Regions from separate parts of the Mus musculus genome. Here all the other regions are linked to region 1. Evidence: chromatin contacts called from public Hi-C, HiChIP or PLAC-seq and promoter capture Hi-C data. All regions are on one chromosome and are shown on one strand. The core of a region is the stretch at or near the end of the contact, and the rest is flanking DNA. Distances in the headings are between cores, read along the strand shown.

Region 1 (2,912 bases), core at 309-2,808:
AAATATAAGATATCACAGAGCCAAAGGCCGTGTCCACCACTGGGCCAGGGAGCCTGTGATGGGAAGCCTGTAAGGGGAGCAGATGCCAGGAGGCAGGGAGGAGCACCAGGGGGTTTCTCAGACACTTGGTGGGTCTAAAGTACCTTGAAAGGGCCTCAGAGGGAGATCATTGCCTGCCTTTTTCATTCTGAAAGAAAACAGAAGAGTGAAGAAATGGGAACCCCTAGAGACGTGGGGAGCAGAGGCCGGTCGGGCCCAGTCCCCAGTGGGTACCCGGAGTAAGGAGGTGGATGACCTCTTTTGCAGAGGCAGAAACCAGGGCCCAGCTTGGGCCTCTTCGGCTCAAGCAGGTCAGGCTTTCTCCCGGGGGCTCTGCCTTCAGCAAAGCTCCCAGGCCGACCACTGTGGAGTCCTGTTACACAGCAACCCACTACAAAAACACCTCGGCAGGGAATCCTCGGAGAGAGACAAAGGACCAGACGGAAATGGGGGATGGGTACAGAACTATCAGAGAGTAGGGTGTGGCCTCGGCCTTACTTCCAGGCAACCAAAGCCCCCAGTTTTCCAAGGGCCTCCATGCGTGCCCTGGATGCCAAAGGGCCCAGAAGGAAGCACAGGAAGTTGATAGCTAGGCCGTTAGACCATACAGGGAATGGATGCCTTCTTCCTTTCGTCTGGAGGCTCAGGAATGTCCCCCAAGCTGGAGGCAGGATACCTCAAAGCCTCAGAGGAAGTCCTCGCCCTGCAGGAACCAGATGGGTGGACGGAAGGACCAGGGTGACTCAAGTCACCCAGGGCCTGTGGACCCTGACGACACCCCTTTCGGGTGAGGTGAAAGCAGAACTAATTGGTCAAGTCCGGCCACCTTCCACATAGGATACTGATTAAAAAGCGACTGCTCCCCAAAGCAAGGGGGTCCTTAACAGCTAGAGATGAGACACCAAGTCTACACCTCTTGTGCTAGGTTCAGAGGCCCCTACACAGCCTGTGGGGAGGTTGGTCTGGGATCAATCACTGCGGGTCCCTGGGCCTCCACTCCTGAGTTAGGGACTGCAGAGCTGGCCCTTCCCCGTGGACGATGGGACAGTCAGGTCTTTCCCCTCCCCTCTCAGTTGTGCAGAAGGTCACCAGCATTTAGTCCCAGCTCTACGCATTCCCTCTCACCACCTTTAACCTTCCCCGAGCTGAGACTTCTCCGTACTTTACCAGGCAGTCCGCGTACTAGACCGCAGCTCCAGGGAACCCAGGCAAGTGACAGTTCCAAGTCCGATCTTTCACTGCCCACCTGTGTCAGGACCCCAAGCTTTGGAGCGATCCGTTCCCCCTTGGCCAATGCGCAACCCCAAATCGCCCGGCCGCTCCCGCCCCTCACCTGGGCCGGGCTGGGCTGCTCCGGGACCGACAGGGCAATCGCTCCTCAGACAGGCTCTGCTCAGCTCACTGCCCCGGGCCCTGGATCTATATATGGCTGGCCCCACCCCCTCCTGCCTGTCCCAAGAAACTTCTGGAAAGTTGGAAACGCTTCCGGAGGGCGCCGTGGCTCGGAGAGGAGAAAAAAAGCCAAAGACCTCCCCCAAACCACCCTGGCTCCCGCCCCTGTGCCTGCGGGCTCTCTCCCAGCCCCTGGGTCCTACTGCCCCCTCGCCCTACTAGGTAGAGGGGACTCTCCTCCCGCACCAGCTAGACCTTGGGAGCCAGGGCATTCTTGGGATTCCGCGGTCCTGGACGTGGAAAAGCAGGGTTTAGACTCGAGAGTGAACTGAAGGCAGACAGGCTCCAAAGTCCTGCGCTCGGGGACTGGAGTTGTCGTCTTCTCGGGGTTGCCCACACAAGCCTGCTCTGATCACATATCCCTTCTGCCCCACATGACCCTGCTCTGCCCCAGTAGATCCATTGCCTACTGTTATCAAGCTTTAATCAGGGACCCCTGATGCTACTCCTTAGTCAGGGGCCCTCTCCTTTGCCTTAGGAAAAAGTCAGAGGCAGGGGTCCCTCTCCAAACCAGGGTTCACCCTTGAAACATCCCTGGGGAGGAGAGGCCCTGAGAATTCTAGCTGGACCCTCACCCTGGCAACCAAGTCTTGAACTGATTTCAGACAGACACCTAGGTGGTTCCACTGGACATGAAGTAGTATACAGCAGGGAACATCCTGGATGAATTAAATACAGCATTGTGTGACTTTCCTTCTGGGCCAGTACCCTTGGTTGATGTTAAGTCCTAACTGCCCCTTTCTCCGTCTCAAATGGGTCATCCCTGCTATCTCCTTCCCTCCCTCCCTATCTCCATTGCCTCTTGGGGCTCAGGGTCTCACTATCTCAGGCTCTCCCGCCCCACCCCACCTCTTACACTGAGATAGCTTCTTGAGCCCTGAGTTAACTGATAGTATTCTTTACTATTCTAGTGTCATGCACAAATCTGCACAACTGGGCAAAGTCCCTGCCTTCAGGACCTCCTTTGTGAGGGGTGTGTGCAGCTAGTGGGGAATTCAGTAGGTGAGGCCTGTTGTTTTAGGATCCTCCTATCTTCTGATAGTGGAATGACAGACAACAGATGGACATCACTAGAGAGGAGGTGGAGTGAGAGGCTTTTCCCCCTCTTTTCAGTGCACTGGGGCTGGAACCCAGATCCTCAGGAAAACCAGGAAAGAAAGCATCCTGCCACTGAGCCCCAGCCCCAGCCCCAGAGAGACCCTGTATGCATTCACTCACATTCAATCAACAGACTCATAAGTATTTTCTTTCTCCCAGATGCAGAGCCTGTGGAACAGATGTATCCTTGCACTCAGCATCCCAAAAGATGAGTTCTCTGCAGTTATAGAGAACAGTGGGGGAGGGAATGGACCCCCAGCCTTCCCCACTTCGGGCTGAGGGAAATATTAGATCCTAATAGACTTAGACCCCAATCAAAGGAT
Region 2 (2,912 bases), core at 160-2,659, 250 kb before region 1:
ATAGAGAAGGAACTAGAGGAGAAGGGAAGGGATGGGAGGTGATAAACCACACTACACGCATGCATAATATGCACAAACAATGGGCGGGGCAATAGCATATAGGCAATGCCCCCAAAGGACTGACATTTAAAACTGGAGATGTAGCCCGACAGCAGAGTGACTGCCTGGCAAGTGCAAGGCCCTGGGTACCATCCCCAGTACAAACAGGAACGATTACACTGGAACAGTGCAAAGTCCAGTGACAGAGTCATGCTAAAGGTTACGCAGCAGCACAGAACAAACAATAAACTCTAAGAAGCAGGGAGGATGCCCGAGAGCACGGAGCTTGGCTTCGAAAGCACAAATAGAATTTCAGCAGATTAAACTTGGGAATGCCAGGCAAAGGGAATGTATTACAAGCACTCAGAGGTGTGAGGCAACAAAGGAAGGCTTGCAGGCAGTACACCTGCAGCTGCTGTGTGAGGTGCCCAATACCCCAACACCCCCCCATCACCTGGCTTCCCCACCCCTCTCACCCTCAGTATCACCCTGCTTAAGCTCATGAAGTCTTGCCAGGTAATGGGGTTTCAGTCTTTATAGCTGAAGACCCTGAGACAGTGGACTGTGGGATGTGGGATTCAGGCATGTAGCCTAGTCATGCCCTTTCTACTGCACACTGCCCTCTCCTCTCTTCAGAGGAAGTTAAATGACTCTCCCTGTCATTCCACCCATGTGGGCTGGGCTGACCCATGCTCATTCACCCATCCTAACCCACATTTCTAATGGTAACCTCTCTGCAGAGCTCAGTGGTCAGCCAGTGATTGCTGAGACACTGTGCTCAAATACCTCAAACCAGTTATCCCTGCCAACGGGTTGGTAAAATGCAAACAAGACACAATTAAGAGAACGGACATGAAGCAAATGTTAAAACTAGTACAAGATTACAGTGACCTTCACAGATCAGCCAGGCAGGAACTGGTCCTCGGCTCATCTACAACTTGAGAATCCTGTAGGAGAGTTCTGGACTAACTCTAGCTCTGGAGCCTGAGATTAGGCTCCCCTCTGTTTGTCCGTCCCCCTTCCCCTCTGCTCTCCACTGTACCCCCCTAATCCTCTCTGCTCCCTTTATACCCCTGCTCCCCTCTGCTCCCTCGTATTCCCCTCTGCTCCCCCTCCTCCCCTCTGCTCCCCTCTGCTCCCCCTCCTCCCCTCTGCTCCCCCTCCTCCCCTCTGCTCCCCCTGCTTCCCCCGCTCCCCCTCCTCCCCTCTTTTCCCCCCTGCTCCCCCCTGCTCTCCTCTGCTTCCCCCAGTCTTCCTCTGAGCATTGTACTCGGTGTAGTTTAATGAGGAAATGAGGAAGGAACAGCACAAATGAGGAAGGAACGTGTGACAGGCAACATTAGTTTATCTATTCTAGAAATGCCAGGAAAAACAAGGACCTTTGAACCTGTCAACCTAACTCAAGTTTTGAATGAGGAAGCGGCGGCCTCTGGGGACTCCCTAGTTACCTAGTCACTGACCATGTCTGCCTCGCCTGCCAACTGTCAGGGTCTCCTGCAGACCCTTTGTAAGGCTGCAGGGCCTTCCTGACACTCTTCCCCGACTAGTTCCCTGGGAACACAGCAAGGATATTTGCTAAATAAACAACAACAATGGCACATTATATTCCAGGTACTGTACTAAAGAAGTTCTAATCAGCTTAAGGTAAAAAAATCTTACAGTGGAAAGCAGAAGTTAAGATTCCTTTGAAAATGGTGCCGCCTTTCTGTCTGACGTACATCATGTTTTCTAAATGGCCATTTAAAAACAGGCTGGTGTAACTATCACTAGAAAAGAAGAGCACTCTGAGCTGTGAGGCCCTAAGGCCCATTCAGTTAGCATTCCTCCTAGGCTCCGCCCAGCAGTTACCTGGCAATAGCCAGGTAGGCCGGGCTTTCGATAAAAGGGGCTGTTTGGCCCCTCCTTAAGCTCTCTGTCCCTTCTCTCTCAGACTCTCTTCTCTCCCTCCTGATCTGTTTCTCTTTCTCTCCCCTCCCCCCTCTCTCTATGTATTCCTCCCTCCCTTCTCCTGTCCCTTCCCCCCTCCCTCTGTGTCTTTCTCTGCCACTACTCCCTTCTCAATCCTCCTTCCCATGCCCCCAAATAAACTCTAGACCTCAGGGGGAAGGGGTGCCTCAGCATGGGCAGGCTCACCTCACCATACCCTGCTCTACAAAACAGATCCTGGCTCGTTTTATAGAACACAACACATCCGCTCCAGGGAAACTCCAAGTCCCTGACTCTCTCTCCCAGCACCTCACAGCACCAGGCTTCCCTTGTCTCCTCCCCACCCCACAGGCAGAGGCTTCTCCAGTGCATTTAACTTAAGACCTACAGGCCCCTATTAGCAATGTGTGTACACACTTTGCCTTAATTTTAGAACTCCAGAGCCTGTGTGACTGCTTCTTCAGAGGACTCATGCGTGGGAGACAGTAAGAACCTGTCTGTCACACATGGGGTCATAGTTGGAGCTGGCAGTCAAAACTTACAGTTGACTCCAAAGGCAGGAAGTGGTAGAAAACTTGCTTTAAAAACAAAATCATGTCTTATATATCCTGGGCTAGCCTCAAACTCCCTGTGCAGCCAAGGACGACTTTGAACTTCTGAACCTCCTAAGTTCTAGGACTGCAGGCAAGCACCACCATGACCAGTTTTATACTGCACCAGAGACCAGCCTCAGAGGAAAGCAGCGTCTGCATCTCCAGCCCTAGGTAACTGTCCCCAGGACACGGGCTACACAAGGGACCATTCCAGGTAAGAGCTATGGGTGTGGCTTTGTGCTGCAGCCACTGAAAAACCAGCTTGGTATAATAACTAATGTTCTTCATAATAACCTGGAGTTCTTGAGAAGTTAAATAATTCTCCCTTATGAAAAGAAGGGAAGGAAGAGAGGA
Region 3 (2,912 bases), core at 214-2,713, 170 kb before region 1:
CTAATATGTCCTGGAACTAACTCATCCTGTAAGCCAGGCTGGACTCACTCTCAAGAGATCTGCCTGCTTCTGCCTCCCAAGTCCTAGGATTGAAGGTGTGCATCACCGCTGCCCTTTCTAAGGAAAACTGGGGTAGCTCGTTCCTCCTCCTTCAGTTTCTGCAGCTTCAGCTAAGCAACGTGGGGTGCTTTGCCTTGTATGGAAAAGGCTGAGGTGTGATTTGAACTGTATGCCCCCCTTCCCCATTCACTGAAGGCCTCGGTTCTATCTTGAAGGCAGACACAACTTCTAGAAGGATAATCAACTTAGGCAGATCTCTGTGAGTTCAAGGCCAGCCTGGTCTATAGAATACCAGGACAAACAGAGCTGTTACACAGACTAAACAAACGAAAAAAATCCAAGGGTTTCCCACCCCTCTTCTAAGTATGTCAGACTCAGGGTTGCGCTGTGAGGGCTTCACAGTCTGGGTTGGCCCACAAAAGCTGGGGCAGAGGGCAGTTGGGGCACACCTGGTTCCAGGCAGGCATGTTCTCCATCCAGTGACTGTTTCAGGGGATTACAAAACCCTACTTACCACCCTGCCCCATCCAGTTCCTCCCAGCCAAATCCTGCTCCACCTTGTGAGGTAGATCAGTACTGGGGGCTGGAGAGTGAAATATCACTACTAACTGAGCTGAGTGGGTGGTGTCGCCCTCAGCAGCTGGGGGGATGGCAAGTGATGTAACACGTGTTGCAACATTAGTGAGTACCAGGATGGAGAATGAAGCCAGGCTAGCCTAGGATACCAGGTTGCCTGGCTCAAACTGGGTAACCAGCCGAGCTAAGCATGAATCTTGCCTCATCCTTAACCAAATGACAGGATGCAGAAGAGTCAAGTTCCCCTAAAGAGAAGCTAGTTGTAGTGGCACACCTGCAATCACAGCACCTGGGATGCCAAGGAAGGAGGATTAAGAGTTGGAAGCCAGCCTAGGCTACAAGGCGAGACCTTTTAAAAACTGGAAATAATTGTCTGGGACTCCGACCTGAACTAGCTAGCCGTCCGTCCAGCACAGGGCAGCACGCTTTGGCCAAAGTCCCTTCCTGAAAGTCGTCTTGCTGTGGGTGCCCTCAGGATGAAAGCCCTAGGGATGACTGACACTCACCCCATCGCCCAGACCCCTCGCGTGACAGGGCAGATCCTTTATTCTTGTTTTCGCTGCGGGCAGCTTCCGCCCGACGCTCACCCCGCAGGACCCCGGAGTAGGCGGCGATGAGGGTCTTCATGCTGAAGCCAATGCACGTCACGGCCGTGCAGAAAGCCGCCTCACGCCGCGCCCCTGACCCATGCCCCGGCCGCCGGGGCCAGGGCTTCGCGCTGAGCTCCGGGAGCTGAGGGACAGCGCCCAGGCCGTGGCGGCAGCAGGGCGAGAGCTGAGGTAGGTAGCCGCTGCCACCCTAGATGAGCAGAAAGCCAGCGAAGCGCGGCCACGGCGCCGAGCGCCGCTGCGCGCGCACTTTATAACCTCACAACGGGGCGGGTCGTGACGCTATAGGGCGGGGCAAAAGGGTCCGCCCCGGACTGTGCCATGTTCTTGTAGGGGGTGAGACTCCCGGCGATAAACTATGCACAGAGCCCAGGAAGGCAGCATGGCCTGAACTGTACGGTTCAGAGTCTATAGAATACGGGCAAGGGAGCCGGAGTCCCGGTGTATGAAACTACTCCTGGTTGCCCCAGCGACCGCCTTGTCATTCTCCCAAGCCTCTCTCTCAGACGTTAGTACGGTCCAGCAGCTGGAACGTGGGCAGGGAGTTTGAGCACGTGCGGGACGATCCGGACCGTGCGGGTGCCTGTGTCCCTTTTGGCTGTGCTTTCCTTGGGCAGGCCTAGCCTGCAGTGAGTAGTGTTGGAATTCGTTAGGTTACAGCTGGACCTGACAGTTACCCAAGTGCCGCAGCCTTTCCTTTTACCAGCAAAAAAATAGGAGTGATTGAGTCTTATCAGGAAGGAACCTAGAGCGATGGAGTCTACTACCTGTAATCCTACAATCCTAGCAGCTCGCTCTCTCTCTCCTCTCTCTCTCTCTCTCTCTCTCTCTCTCTCTCTCTCTCTCTCTCTCTCTCTCTCTCTCTCGCCTCTTCTCTCTCCTCTCTCCCCCTTCTCTCCCCTCTCTCCTCTCTCTCTCTCCTCTCTCTCTCTCTCTCTCTCTCTCTCTCTCTCTCTCTCTCTCTCTCTCGCCTCTTCTCTCTCTCTCCCTCCCTCTCCTGTATGTATGCAAGAGTTTGAAGCCAGCCCAGGCTACATAGTGACCCTGTCTCCAAACACCAAAGACAAAGGCAATACTACAAGCATAGTGAGTGATGGACTTCAAGCCCAGTTCCAGACCTCTCTTCCTCTCTTTTCCTCAACTTCAGGGTGTCTTTTGTTTGGCTTGGTTTGCCGGAGGGGGGCAGGGTGTGGGGTTGAGGGTTGTGTGAATGTTGATGTTTTGGTTTTTCTTTTCTTTTCTCTTTTTAGAAATTGGGTTTCTCCTTGTAGCCCTGGCTGTCCTGGCACTATGTAGACTAGGCTGGCCTGAATTTATAGAGATGCACCTTTGTCTGACTCTAGTGCTGAGTGAAAGGCATGTGCCACCACTCGCAGTTTGCAGCTTCAGTTTTCTTTCACATCTGTAAAAACGGGAACACCCGTGATTGTATTGTGAGAGGCTTTGAGAATTGAGGAACTGAGGTATATGGACTAAGCTCACTACAGGCACTGGGACTCATTCCCATTGCCCACAGAGGAAGAGGAGTTCCGCAGAATGAGGGTGTGAGCACAAGCCGAAGGGCAGCATCAGTCAGCATGTCTGGATTGGGGCAGGACCATAGAGACTGTAGTCCTGGCAACGTGGGAGATGGAGACTGCAGTGACATGGGATTAGAAAATCCTCCAG
Region 4 (2,912 bases), core at 239-2,738, 150 kb before region 1:
CTGGAACCTCTCCCTATGGCAGCCACCTGCTGCCTTGGATCCACAGTTGGCCTTTGGTGGAAGAGAGTTCTCACTCCTCTTTAGTGGTGGGCCCCCCTCTGCTTGGTATCAGCAAAGAAGATCATAGGATGGAGAAGATCTCCTGGCCCTCCCCAGACAGGCTTTCTGTGTCTACCACTCCTACAAGGGTCTCTTAGGACCACCAAAGAATTGTGTTCCGGGAGCTGCTTCCACTCCTCCCCAGAGGCAGCGAGGTGCTGCCTGGGCCCTGGGAACAGGGTGACCTTCTATTGTCTTTCTAGGGCCTTCTAGCAGACTTTTGCTTTGCAAAGTGGTGGACCAGAGAAAGGGGTAGACTTCCTGACTATGAAAAACAACATAACACCCATGGGTCCTCGTGTGTCTGCTTGCAGTTAGAATTCTGGAGACAAGCTTGTAAATCCAAACCCCCGCCTCCCCCCTCTGGACACCAGAACTTTATGAGTAAGTGAAGATGTCTTTAGATCACTTCTTAGGAGTTTGCACAGAGGCTGTCTCCTGTTGTATACCCACGAAGGAAGACTCCCATGAAGGACACTCAGTGACACATGGGAAGCCCCAGAGGACCTGTCACATGCACTCTAAGCAGAAGTCTAAACTTTGCAGAGAGAGATTAATCTCCCTTCAAATTCAAGGCCAGCCTGGACTCCAAAGTGAGTTCAAGCCAGGCTGGACAGCTTAGTGAGATCCTGTCTGGAAAAGCCAGAAGCCCGAGGCTGCAGCTCAGCGGAAGAACGCTTGTCTAGTGTGCACTGGGTTCTAGTTCCCATCCCTAGTGCCGGAGTGAAGGAAAAGGAAAGAGGAACTGAGAGAGAAGAGAAAGGGGGGGGGGGGAGAAAAGAAAAGGACGGTGCCCCTGTAGGACCTAGGACCGTCCTAACTACAGAATTGTGAGACTGGGGTGAGGCTGCTGGGTTCAGGCACACCACTGGCATGACTCAGTTCCCCCCTCAGCCTCCTGAGCTGTGGGGTGCAGCTCCACAGAGGAGCACTCAGAACAAGATTCAGAGTTAGGCTACCTGGTACAAACCCAGCCTCACCATACCTTGTAGTGAAGTCCTAACCTGGGCAAGTGATCTCCCCTTTCTGTGGCTTGGTTATTTCTCTTTCCAGAGCGTCTATCCAACTTCAAAGAGATGGTGTGAGATTAAACAGAACCATTTAATACTCAAAAACAAAGCCTTGGCAAGTAACCATTAACAGTCCCCTGCTTCAGCAGTCTTAGTGGTCACGGTAGCAAAGGCAGCCCATCGGTTCCCCCCCCCCCCCACACACACACAGAGGTGGATGGCCTCCAGCACTAACTGCTACAGACCCTATGGGTTTTGCTTTATTTGTTGAGATCTGGTAGGCTCAGGTAATTAAGTGACTCACTTGGGAAGAGGAAGGCAGGTCTGTTTGCTTTGTGACCTCTGGCCCAGTCCCTGGCTGCTTCTGGACAATCCTGTCTGCTTATACTGTGGAGGTGAGACAGCCATCGGTCTGGGACGGTTTGACTCTGTGTTAAGGAGCAAGGGGGTGGAGTGGGGGTGGGGGTGGGGCTGAATAAAGGACCGCTTAGGAACAGTCACAGAGATGACTATTTAAAGGACAACTCACACAAATTACTATCCACAGAATGTGGACAAGCAGAGCCCCAGAGCTCGAAGCTTAGCCATTTGATCTGGTCTAGCTGGGACCAGGGTGTGTGAGGTATGTGAATAGGGTGCTGTTAATTCCAATTTACAATAGAGGGAGGAGAAGAAATTAAGGAAAGGTCACAAAACTCCTGTAGAGCTGGACCTAGCTAGTATCTGAGCTCCCAAAGCACTGTTCTTCCCAGACATTCAGAGAATCTGGTACCTGTTCCACAGATCTCCCTAGTACCTGTGCATTTCTTGGGTGGGAGCTAGCTCAGCAGAATAGGGCCCCATCACTCTGACACCAGTCAGAAAAACTCCAGGAAGAGGAGGAAAGGGGATCTTATGTTGTTACTTCCTGATTCTGTAAGCCTGTTGGGGAGGCAGAGGAGGTTTGTTGAATGACTAAATGAGAAAATTTATCTTTCATATATTCTTTAAGCTCATTGAATCTTAAATCTTTACAGCTTGCGATAACCCGTGAGTTTCCTCTGCATTCTAGGTTGAGCACCAGGCACTTTGGAAATGATCAATAAATATTCCTTCCTTCCTTCCTTCCTTCCTTCCTTCCTTCCTTCCTTCCTTTCTTCCCTCTTTTCTTTCCTTTTTTAAATTGTTGTTTATTTGGGGTTGTTGTTTTGGTTTGTTGGTTTGTTTGTTTGAGACAGGCTCTCACTATGTATCTCTGGCTGTCCTGGATGGAGCTCACTATGTAGATCAGACTGACCTTGAACTCAGAGACTTTAGGTGGTGGCTCAGTGGTTAGGAGCATCCACTGCTCTTCCAGAGGATCTGAGTTTGAGTCCCACCACCCACACAGCAGCTAACTGTCTTCAGTTCCAATTCCAGGGGATTCAATGCCTTCTTCTGAGCTGCTTGGACACAAGTCAAGCATGTGGGGAACATATAGACACGCAAGCAGAACACTCATACACATAAAATAAAATATTGCAGGAGAAAAGAGAGCAAGGATGTTGGAGGGAATGGAAAGCTAGGGTTTGGGCTTTGTGAGAGAGCAAAGGACCTGGAGGTGCTGTGGAGTGTGTACTTGAACAATGACAGGACTTACGTTTCCTGTGTTGCTGTAACTAAAAGATGAAAAAGTGGGCTGGAGAGATGGCTCGCTGGATACAGGAGCTTGCTGCCAAGCCCAACCCTGAATTCACATGGTGGAAAGAGAGCTGATGTGCTCTGATCTCCAAATGCAAACCTTGGCATGCAGCTCTCCCCCGCCCCACTCCCTCAACACTGTAT

The links. Hi-C and Micro-C count contacts between places; a contact is called where the count stands out from the background. HiChIP or PLAC-seq counts read pairs in DNA pulled down with a chosen protein or histone mark. Capture Hi-C pulls out chosen DNA fragments and counts their contacts.
Region 2: a contact with region 1 is called in a Hi-C map of pro-B cells, with 2.3 times the contacts expected there. The contact joins the enhancer-like site here to the promoter of Serpinh1 in region 1. A contact is called at or near these places in 2 of 39 promoter capture datasets (3T3-L1-derived adipocytes and hippocampal neurons), 2 of 15 datasets of contacts at CTCF or cohesin (embryonic stem cells and pro-B cells), 13 of 484 Hi-C or Micro-C datasets (B cells, the N1E-115 cell line, bone marrow-derived macrophages and 7 more) and 1 of 115 datasets of contacts at active chromatin or transcription factors (astrocytes).
Region 3: a promoter capture Hi-C map of adipose tissue shows a contact between it and region 1. The contact joins the promoter of Dgat2 here to the promoter of Serpinh1 in region 1. A contact is called at or near these places in 8 of 39 promoter capture datasets (the 3T3-L1 cell line, 3T3-L1-derived adipocytes, the C10 cell line and 4 more), 3 of 484 Hi-C or Micro-C datasets (brown adipocytes, embryonic stem cells and muscle stem cells), 4 of 115 datasets of contacts at active chromatin or transcription factors (embryonic forebrain, extraembryonic endoderm stem cells, large pre-B cells and 1 more) and 1 of 9 other capture datasets (adipose tissue).
Region 4: a FOXA1 HiChIP or PLAC-seq map of pancreatic cancer cells shows a contact between it and region 1. The contact joins the enhancer-like site here to the promoter of Serpinh1 in region 1. A contact is called at or near these places in 1 of 39 promoter capture datasets (hippocampal neurons), 4 of 484 Hi-C or Micro-C datasets (Th1 cells, bone marrow-derived macrophages, cerebral cortex and 1 more) and 3 of 115 datasets of contacts at active chromatin or transcription factors (embryonic stem cells and pancreatic cancer cells).

The regions. Positions count from the first base shown.
Region 1 is chr7:99,351,681-99,354,592 of GRCm38.p6, forward strand. It overlaps Serpinh1 (serine (or cysteine) peptidase inhibitor, clade H, member 1), which reads right to left and starts at 1,559. Exons shown (of 5, transcript NM_001111044.1): 1 at 1,373-1,559.
Region 2 is chr7:99,100,517-99,103,428 of GRCm38.p6, forward strand. All of the region lies in intron 3 of Uvrag (UV radiation resistance associated gene), which reads right to left. Among named protein-coding and RNA genes, the nearest start is that of Uvrag, 39 kb to the right of the region's middle. Within about 2 kb of position 1,410, at least 124 of the 459 cell types and tissues checked have an H3K27ac peak or open chromatin away from gene starts, as enhancers often do. A contact at or near this core is called in B cells, bone marrow-derived macrophages and pro-B cells, where this site is marked.
Region 3 is chr7:99,181,250-99,184,161 of GRCm38.p6, forward strand. It overlaps Dgat2 (diacylglycerol O-acyltransferase 2), which reads right to left and starts at 1,464. Exons shown (of 8, transcript NM_026384.3): 1 at 1,143-1,464. The coding sequence starts at 1,263.
Region 4 is chr7:99,199,008-99,201,919 of GRCm38.p6, forward strand. No RefSeq gene overlaps it. Among named protein-coding and RNA genes, the nearest start is that of Dgat2, 18 kb to the left of the region's middle. Within about 2 kb of position 1,489, at least 33 of the 459 cell types and tissues checked have an H3K27ac peak or open chromatin away from gene starts, as enhancers often do. A contact at or near this core is called in pancreatic cancer cells, where this site is marked.